3 separate regions of the Mus musculus genome follow, and all the other regions are linked to region 1. Evidence: chromatin contacts called from public Hi-C and HiChIP or PLAC-seq data. All regions are on one chromosome and are shown on one strand. Each heading gives the region's core, a stretch centred on a gene start, on an enhancer-like site or on the middle of the called end of the contact. The rest is flanking DNA. Distances are from core to core; before and after follow the strand shown.

Region 1 (2,528 bases), core at 15-2,514:
CACTGGATATGACATGGCTGTGGAGGTAAGAGAAGGGGGATCAACAGGCATCCTGGCAGGACCTTCTGAGCCGCGCCACCCCTGCCGCCCTTCCTTCTGCCGGGCAGTCTGGGCAGGCCACCTGGCCGCCCACTAGAGGAAACATCACTGTACCTCCTCCCCATTCCTATCTGTCACATTTGGTCATCAACACCCCTAGTCTGTCTCTGCTGCTGTTGCCAACTACACATCTGGTTGAGCCAAAGTCAGGAGGGAAAGTGGGCACCACAGCTGGGCAGAGCCTCGACTTGGCTACACATACCACCACCTCCTCCTCCATGACTGGGCTCCAACATTTCCTGGGGCCTCTGGGGTAGAAGCAAGTGCCATTTGTTTTCGAAGCCAGGGTGCCCAGGGTAGGGAGGCAGCCAGGTTCCTGGCACCTAGAGGGTTGCTGGTGCATTCAGTGACCCCACCTTTGCCTTTCACGTGGTCGTGCATCTCAAACTGCATCTTGCTGGCCCTGAGGAGGTGGCTGCTGTGTGAACGGCTGCAGGGGACGGCTACGGCAACAGCAATGTAGTCTGTCCAAGGGATGCTGGATACTAGGCAGGGGAGGGCAAGGGACTAGGGCACTGGGGGAGACGAACTCTCAGGGGGGGAAGGGAGCTGAAGAGAAAGAGGCCAAGTTAACCTGTTGGCTGGGATGGCTAGGTGGGCGAACTACTCGCCCATCGTTTTAACAGCTGCCCGACAGACCCCAGAGGACCCTTCTTGGAGCAGAGGCAGAGTTGGAGAGAGACAAATCCTTGTCTAGGGAGAGCAAAGGCAGCCAGGAATGGCAGAGACAGATGGGAAAGAACTCTGAGCCAGGTGCTCGCAGAGACACTGTGAGACAGCCACAAGCGTGGAACATGGTACCTCTACAAGCTGATTTTACAGAGGGCTATAGGCTCAGAGACAGAAGAGAAATGCCTGATGATGGACCCATCCAAACAGGCTCTGAGACTGGGTGCTGGGCCCCAGAATTTCTAAATCCAACTCTGTACCAGTCAGGTTGGAAAGGTGAGACTGGGGAAGTGAAGCGTTGAGAAAGAGTAAGATGATCCCAGTCAGCGGCAGTCAGTCAGAGGCAGTCAGGGAGACAGAGCTGTGAGCCAGATAGGCAGAGAACCGAGCGGAGGTGCCTGCCAGAGAGCAGGGACTTAGGGAGGAGATGGTCCTACCTGCAGATCCACGTGAGGGGATGGAGATAGAGGTTCTTGGTGACAGCAGACACTAAGTTCTCAGTGTGAGGCCAGGAGCTGCTTATATGGGCCAGGCCACACAGCCCTGGGCGGGGCTCTGACAGAGATGCCAAGGGAGACTAGCCGGTCTGCCTGACCCTCTTCCCTTCCCCCTGGATTTTCCATCCTCCCTCTCCTCTCTGTTCCCCACACCCCACTTCCCCTCTTGTCTCATCTCTCAGGACTGAAGACCTGCGGCAGAGGTAGAAACAAGAGTGGGAAGAGATAGAAACAGAGTCAGAGATGGAGAATGTACAGGAAGAAGGAGACTGGGGAAGAGGGAGCAGGGACCCAGGGCAGGGGAGATAGGGAAGATGAGTGACTGGAGATGGGAATTGAGAGGATGGAGACAGGTAGACACAGATGTTGAGAGACAGAAAACTGCAAGATCTGGAGAGGCAGGGAGAGAGTGAGGGGTTAGGGAGGGATGCCTGGTGTGTTATACAGAGTGGGAGCGGGTTCCTCCCCAGTGTTCGGTTCAAGGCCCGGAGGCATGGGGTCAGTGGGGGACAGTCACGTGTTTTAGGGGGCGATTCATGTGAGGACCAAAGTAAATATTGCACCTCATCTCTGCTTCAAATGGGAAGGGAGGGGGCTGGGGACTGACAAGAAACCTGGGGGTTGTGTCTGGCCCCAGTTAACACCTGAGTGCGATGGGAGCAGAGATGGGGAGGTCTGGAATGTGAATCTGAGGGAGGAGGTATGGGACCTAGACTCCTGGGTCTGAAGGGGGAAAGCTGATACTGGAGTCTGAGAGAGGAGGCTGGGATCTGGAACCTGGGTCTGAGGGAAGAGTCTGGATCCATGAACTGAGGGAGGAGGGCTGGGGTTGAGACCTATGAGTCTGAGGGAGAAGGGCTGAGCCTGGGCCTCTTAATCTAAAAGAGGGTCTAGACTCTGGCGACCCTAGTCTAGGCTGTGTGTTCCTCGAGAGCTAGATCCAAATTCCCAATGAATTCCTCAGGGATTAAGGGACTGGGTCTTGGGTACTTGATTCACCAAAGTTTCCCCTCAACAGGCCTGACAGGGTTGTAGGTGACTCAGTAAGGAAGCGGCATTAGAGTTGGGTGGGGTTCCTACCATGGGTGTCACCCCCAAAATATAGGAGGCACCAGAAAATCGGGGTGTCAACTCTAGAAGAGGTTGTGTCACCATGCCACAGTGTGTGGGTATGAGGGGACAACAAATGGATCACCTGCCAGCCTGTGATCTGGACGGCCTATGACCACAGCTTTCTCCACATATCCAACACTCTGTCTCCTG
Region 2 (2,528 bases), core at 11-2,510, 360 kb before region 1:
CTTTCTGTCTGTCACCTTAACCCCCTGTGCCCTTTCCCTTCCCTGTTTCATTTGAGTCGCGCTCCCAGGAATGTGTCCCCTTCTGCAATCTCTTCGCCTCTCAGAGTCTCTCTCTCTCTCTGCCCACCCTCTTCTCGCCTCTCTTTCCAGCCCTCACCTATTTTGCCCGCATCAAGATCTTTTCCCTCTTCTCTACCCGTCTGCTTCTTCCCCGCCCCCGCTGCATCTCTCTCCCGTTTCTGCTCGGCCTCGTTCTGGTTCCCGCTGTGTGACCTTCAGTCGTCCTTTCTCCAGAGAAACCTCCAGAGTGGTGAGGAAGGCGGGGACAGAAGGCAGACCCACCCTTCTCTCTGCTCAACCATCCCTCAGTCCCCTTCCCCCTCTCCCCCTTCCTCACGTCCTCTCTTGAGGGCTGGAGAGAGATATGACTTCAAGGGCTAGTCATTCTTGAAGGTGGCTTCACAGGGGTCACACACGCGACTCCCAAGCTCTCAATTCACTATAGCCCAGTCCCACATTCCCACTATAGGGGCCACCTCCGGCTTTAACAGGAACAATTTCCAGGCTCTCCCATCCCCCCAGCCCCATCTGGTTTCGTTCTTTCGAGTCTTCCCTCCCAATTACTCCGCCTTCTCAGATCCTGCATCTCTCCATCTGTCTCAGGGTCTCTGTCGCAGCCTCCTTCTGTCCTGAGAAGGTCAATGGAGAGGGGGCGGCTGCTGGGACCTGAGCTGACCTGCATGCAGCGGGCATTGTGCAAGGTGGCGAGTGTGCAAATCTCTTGCTGTTTTCGGTAAACTCCCAGGGTCTAAAAACGTCCATTGACCTCCCTCCCCCAGAAAATAAAACCCAGGTATTCCCAGTTTTGGGGTTTTGTTCTTTTTTTTATTCCAACAGGACTGGGATGTGGCAGGGGGAGGTATAGGGGCCCAAGAGACCCTCTCCCTGGGGGCGTCTCATAGAAATTTCTGAGGTTTCTCCCCCCAAAAAAGAGAGAAAGAGAAGAGAGGGGCACCAGGGGACACCCACATGTCCAGAGGCCCTCCCCACCTCCAGAAGTGTGGAGAGCCGTGTCAAGTCTTGGGGCATCTGGGCAGTCCCAGGTTGGGGTCCTCCCCGCGGACCGCTTTCCAACTCCGGGAGCAGCCCCCACAGTCCGTGGCCCTTAGAGTCCTCGGTCTCTGCGCTCCTCCCGTCCACGGTGCGGGATAGAATGCGGGCGTCCGCGACACCCTTGCTCAAGTCCACTAGGAGGCGCAGGCCTGCTCCGGAGCCGGGCTCGGACTTCACCAGGAATTGAAGGCAAAATCGCGGCGTCCTGTCCGTCTGGGGCGCATCGCGTCCCTGCAGTCAGTCGGGGCGCACGCCCGGCCCCGTCCACGGTCATTCGTGCTCGGTCAGCTCGCGGGGTCCGGTGGGGCCTGGCCGCGGCCGAGGCGGGCTGGTGGCTTCGGCTGGGGTGCCCAGGCCACGTGGGGGCGCCCCGGCCCCCGAAGCTCGCAGCGCCTGGATGCGCCTGCACTCCTGGCAGACGCGCACGTGCGTGCAGGGCGTGGGAGCCTGGGGCCGGGGTCCCCCAGGAGGTCCGGGGTCGTCCAGGAGGCGCTGCGGACCCCCGTGCGCGCCCGCGTCCCCGCCCGCGCCGGCCGAGTAGAGCTTGCCGTTGCTGAGTCGCATCTCGCGGACTGCGCGCAGCGACAGCAGGGCCCGGCTCGGGCCACCAGGGCGCCGGCGCCGGCGGGAACGCGAGGTCTTTCGGCAAGACACGGCGTGGCGTAGCTCCTGCAGCATCTCCTGGCACACCGACACCTGGGGGCGGCGGGACAGTCACTTCGAGGCCCGCCGCGTCCTCCCTTTCCGCCCCCACCTCTTTTCTGCACCTTCTGCACCTCTCCCCTCCCAATTCTGTTCCTTCCGCCAAGGCTTTCGCTTCCTGTACCGCACCCCCACCATCCCCTGTATCCCTCTCTCTGCCCCATCTTTCCTTGGGTTTGTCCCTGACTCTGCCTTTTACTTTCTGACTCTTGTCTTTCCAAACAAGATGCTCTGACTGCCATGACCACGCCACACACCATTTCTGCCCCACACTACTACAGGCATATTTATTGAGTGCCAGGCACCCGTGTTATAGGAAAGAATAAAACAGAACTCTTAGGACTTGGGATATCGGTCAGCGGTAGAGGGCTTGCCCAAAACGTCTAAGGTTCTGGGTTCCAAACCCAGGAATCTGGGAAAAACAAAAGCCAAAACCAACCAACCAAACAAACAAACAAAAATACCCCCCCCAGCCCTCCTTAAGTATGCATAGACAGAAAAGAACAAATAAAAACATAGACGCTCTGTCAGATAAGTGCTTCAGAGAGAAATAACACAGGTAGAGTGTGGGTGGGCAGGATACTGTCTCTGAGGCAGGGCAGATGAGGAAGCCCTAAGTGAGATCTTTATGTAAAGGGTGTGCCCCATGAAAAAGGACCTGGGCATTCTCCAATGCAAAGGTACTGAGTGAGGCGAGGCCTGCCTTGGGAGGA
Region 3 (2,528 bases), core at 22-2,521, 310 kb after region 1:
TACATATACACACATAAAGGTATTTAGGGCTGGAGAAATGTCATTTAAGAGCACTGGCTACTCTTCCAGAGGGCTCAGGTTCAATTCCTAACACCCACATGGTAGCTCACAACTGTCCAGTTCCAGGGATCCAACACCCTCACACAGACATACATGCAGGCAAAACACCAATGCACATAAAATAAAAATAAATCATTTTTAAAAAGTATGTACCACTGGGCAGTTGTGGCATGCACCTTTAATCCTAGCACTTAGGAGGCAGAGGAACGCGAGTCTCTGTAAGCTCAGAACAGCCTGGTCTACAAGGCAAGTTCTAGGACAGCCAAGGACATACAGAGAAATCCTGTCTCGAGAAACCAAAAAATATGTAGTAAAAATACCTGTTGCACAATCATTGTAAACCACGTCTTACACACGTTTGTCCCATGAGTCCTCTACACACACACACACACACACACTTCCATCTCCAGGTTCACAGGTCCGCAGCCTTCCCCCTATAATGCACACATCCATCCCTCATCCCCAGTCACATATGAGCTCCACCCTAGTTCACACACCCCTAGCCCTCACTCACACTCAGTTCCCAGGGCCACTGTCACCCATCCCTTTTGAAGGTAAACCCACCCACACCCTGGCTCTGCCAAAGGTCTCCTTAAGCACATGCTGCAAAATTACAGCGACTCCCCTCAAAAACATGTCTGAGGCCGGCAGCGTTCTTACGTATCCTGTGTATCCCTGAGCCACCTTGCAGTCCTCACCGTTGTTGCATCTGAAACCGCAAACACCCTCACCATGCAGAAATCGCCACTGCTACGTTTCTCAGGTCTCATCCCTTCCATTGCACACCTGTCCAGCTCAACCGGTGTCGCACCTTGCCCCACACATCTCCCCACTGGCCGGCCTGTCGCCTTAGCTCTTCAGCATATGTACTGTTCACACTCAGCCAGAAAGATCCTTCTCATTCTATGATTCCCCCGCCCCAGGTCATTCCAAATCTAGCGCAGGTCCCCCGCCAAAGGTTCGCCTCCATCCTTTTCTCGCCCCCGCAACACCAGGACCCTGGGGGAGGAGCAATGTCCCCATCTATTCTCACCGCCCACGGTCAAGCGCCGGACATGGTTGGGTCTTGCAGGGCACCCACCTTGCCCTGCCGCCCAGAGATGGGCAAACCTGAACCCAGAGATCGGGCGTCCGGGCTACCCCGTACAGGGTCTGAATGCTGCTGAGCTGCGCTTGGGTCTCTGCGCCCCAGCCCCGCAGCGAGCTGGGGAGGAGAGAGGCGGGGCAATAGCTCCAGACTCCGCCCCTCCGCAGCGACCCGGGAGGGGGCCTCCGATTCTGGGGGTCCCAGAGCCAGCAGCTTCTCCCTTAAAGAGGCTGAAACCTGATGGTTGGAACATGGCTGGACCCCACATTACTCACCCAAAATGATGGCTCAACAATAATAATAACATCGACTACAGCTTTGTGCCTTATTCTAAGAGGTGCTTTAAATATACACAGCCACAGAACAATTCTAAGTAGCATGGTATATGGTCTTTTTTTACCCGGCAGCAAAGAGGCACAGAGAGGTGAAGTAACTGGTCTGAGAACACAGCTTGTTCAATGAGTGCGGATGCTACCCCTTGCCGGGTCCTGGTTGCATTCCCTTTAATTTGCAGATGAGGAAACTGAGGCCAGGACACTGGCTCCTGTGTTGACATAAACAAATGGGACCAGTGCCAACAGACTGTAACCCACAGCAGAATCCCCAGGGGGAGGGAAGAAGCTGAGGTAGGAAGGTTGAGCGAAGCTTCCAAGGACAGAGGCCGAGGAATGGTCTAGGATGGGATGCTATAAGCATCCTTCAGTGACGTTGGTGGTTGGTGGTGTCCAGGGTTGGGCTCTCTGCATACAGCTCCTTTGCAGGCATTCCAAGGCACTCGATGTGTGAACTTTGGACCATAGATAGTGTCATCTCTCTCTAAACCGAATTCCTTCATCTGGAAACTCGGGACATATGCCCATCCTCCTAGATGTGATAACAATTAAACATTTTTTTATGCCGAGTGTGGTGGCACACGCCTTTAATCCCAGCACTCGGGAGGCAGAGGCAGGCGGATTTCTGAGTTTGAGGCCAGCCTGGTCTACAAAGTGAGTTCCAGGACAGCCAGGGCTACACAGAGAAACCCTGTCTCCAAAAACAAAAACAAAAAAATTTTTATATTACATTTATTTCTTTTGTGTGGTGCACACATGCTATGTAGAGCAAGCATGTGTAGAAGTCAGTGGATGAATTGTAGGAGTTGGTTCTTTTCTTCCACCAGATATGTTCCTGGGATCCAACATAGATTATCAGGATTAGCAGCAAGCCCCCCTTTCCTCTGAGTCATTTCCACAGCCCGACATATGGATTTTAACTTAGATGTGACAACAAATGCCCACACATTTACCCAAAGTCTGGCAAAGTAAGCGCAGTGAACACATGTAATGTGTTTATCAATTTTATGATTTATAATACGTGTCCGTTCAACTGAAGAACGCTCCTG

What was found. A called contact is a pair of places that touch in the nucleus more often than the background predicts. HiChIP or PLAC-seq counts read pairs in DNA pulled down with a chosen protein or histone mark.
Region 2: a contact with region 1 is called in a Hi-C map of bone marrow-derived macrophages, with 18 read pairs. The contact joins the enhancer-like site here to the promoter of Cnfn in region 1. A contact is called at or near these places in 2 of 39 promoter capture datasets (embryonic stem cells and neural stem cells), 1 of 484 Hi-C or Micro-C datasets (bone marrow-derived macrophages), 2 of 115 datasets of contacts at active chromatin or transcription factors (embryonic stem cells and microglia) and 2 of 9 other capture datasets (embryonic stem cells and liver).
Region 3: an H3K4me3 HiChIP or PLAC-seq map of stem cell-derived neural progenitor cells shows a contact between it and region 1, with 20 read pairs. The contact joins the promoter of Tmem91 here to the promoter of Cnfn in region 1. A contact is called at or near these places in 9 of 39 promoter capture datasets (the C10 cell line, the HPC-7 cell line, cranial neural crest and 6 more), 7 of 115 datasets of contacts at active chromatin or transcription factors (CD8 T cells, bone marrow-derived macrophages, embryonic stem cells and 4 more) and 2 of 9 other capture datasets (adipose tissue and liver).

The regions. Positions count from the first base shown.
Region 1 is chr7:25,368,460-25,370,987 of GRCm38.p6, forward strand. Cnfn (cornifelin) reads right to left here and starts at 1,265. Exons shown (of 4, transcript NM_001081375.1): 1 at 1,206-1,265; 2 at 1-17. The coding sequence starts at 15.
Region 2 is chr7:25,008,986-25,011,513 of GRCm38.p6, forward strand. Grik5 (glutamate receptor, ionotropic, kainate 5 (gamma 2)) reads right to left here. Exons shown (of 20, transcript NM_008168.2): 20 at 864-1,809. The coding sequence ends at 1,384. Among named protein-coding and RNA genes, the nearest start is that of Atp1a3, 4.3 kb to the left of the region's middle. Within about 2 kb of position 1,261, at least 35 of the 459 cell types and tissues checked have an H3K27ac peak or open chromatin away from gene starts, as enhancers often do. A contact at or near this core is called in bone marrow-derived macrophages and embryonic stem cells, where this site is marked.
Region 3 is chr7:25,673,895-25,676,422 of GRCm38.p6, forward strand. Tmem91 (transmembrane protein 91) reads right to left here and starts at 1,272. Exons shown (of 4, transcript NM_177102.4): 1 at 1,142-1,272.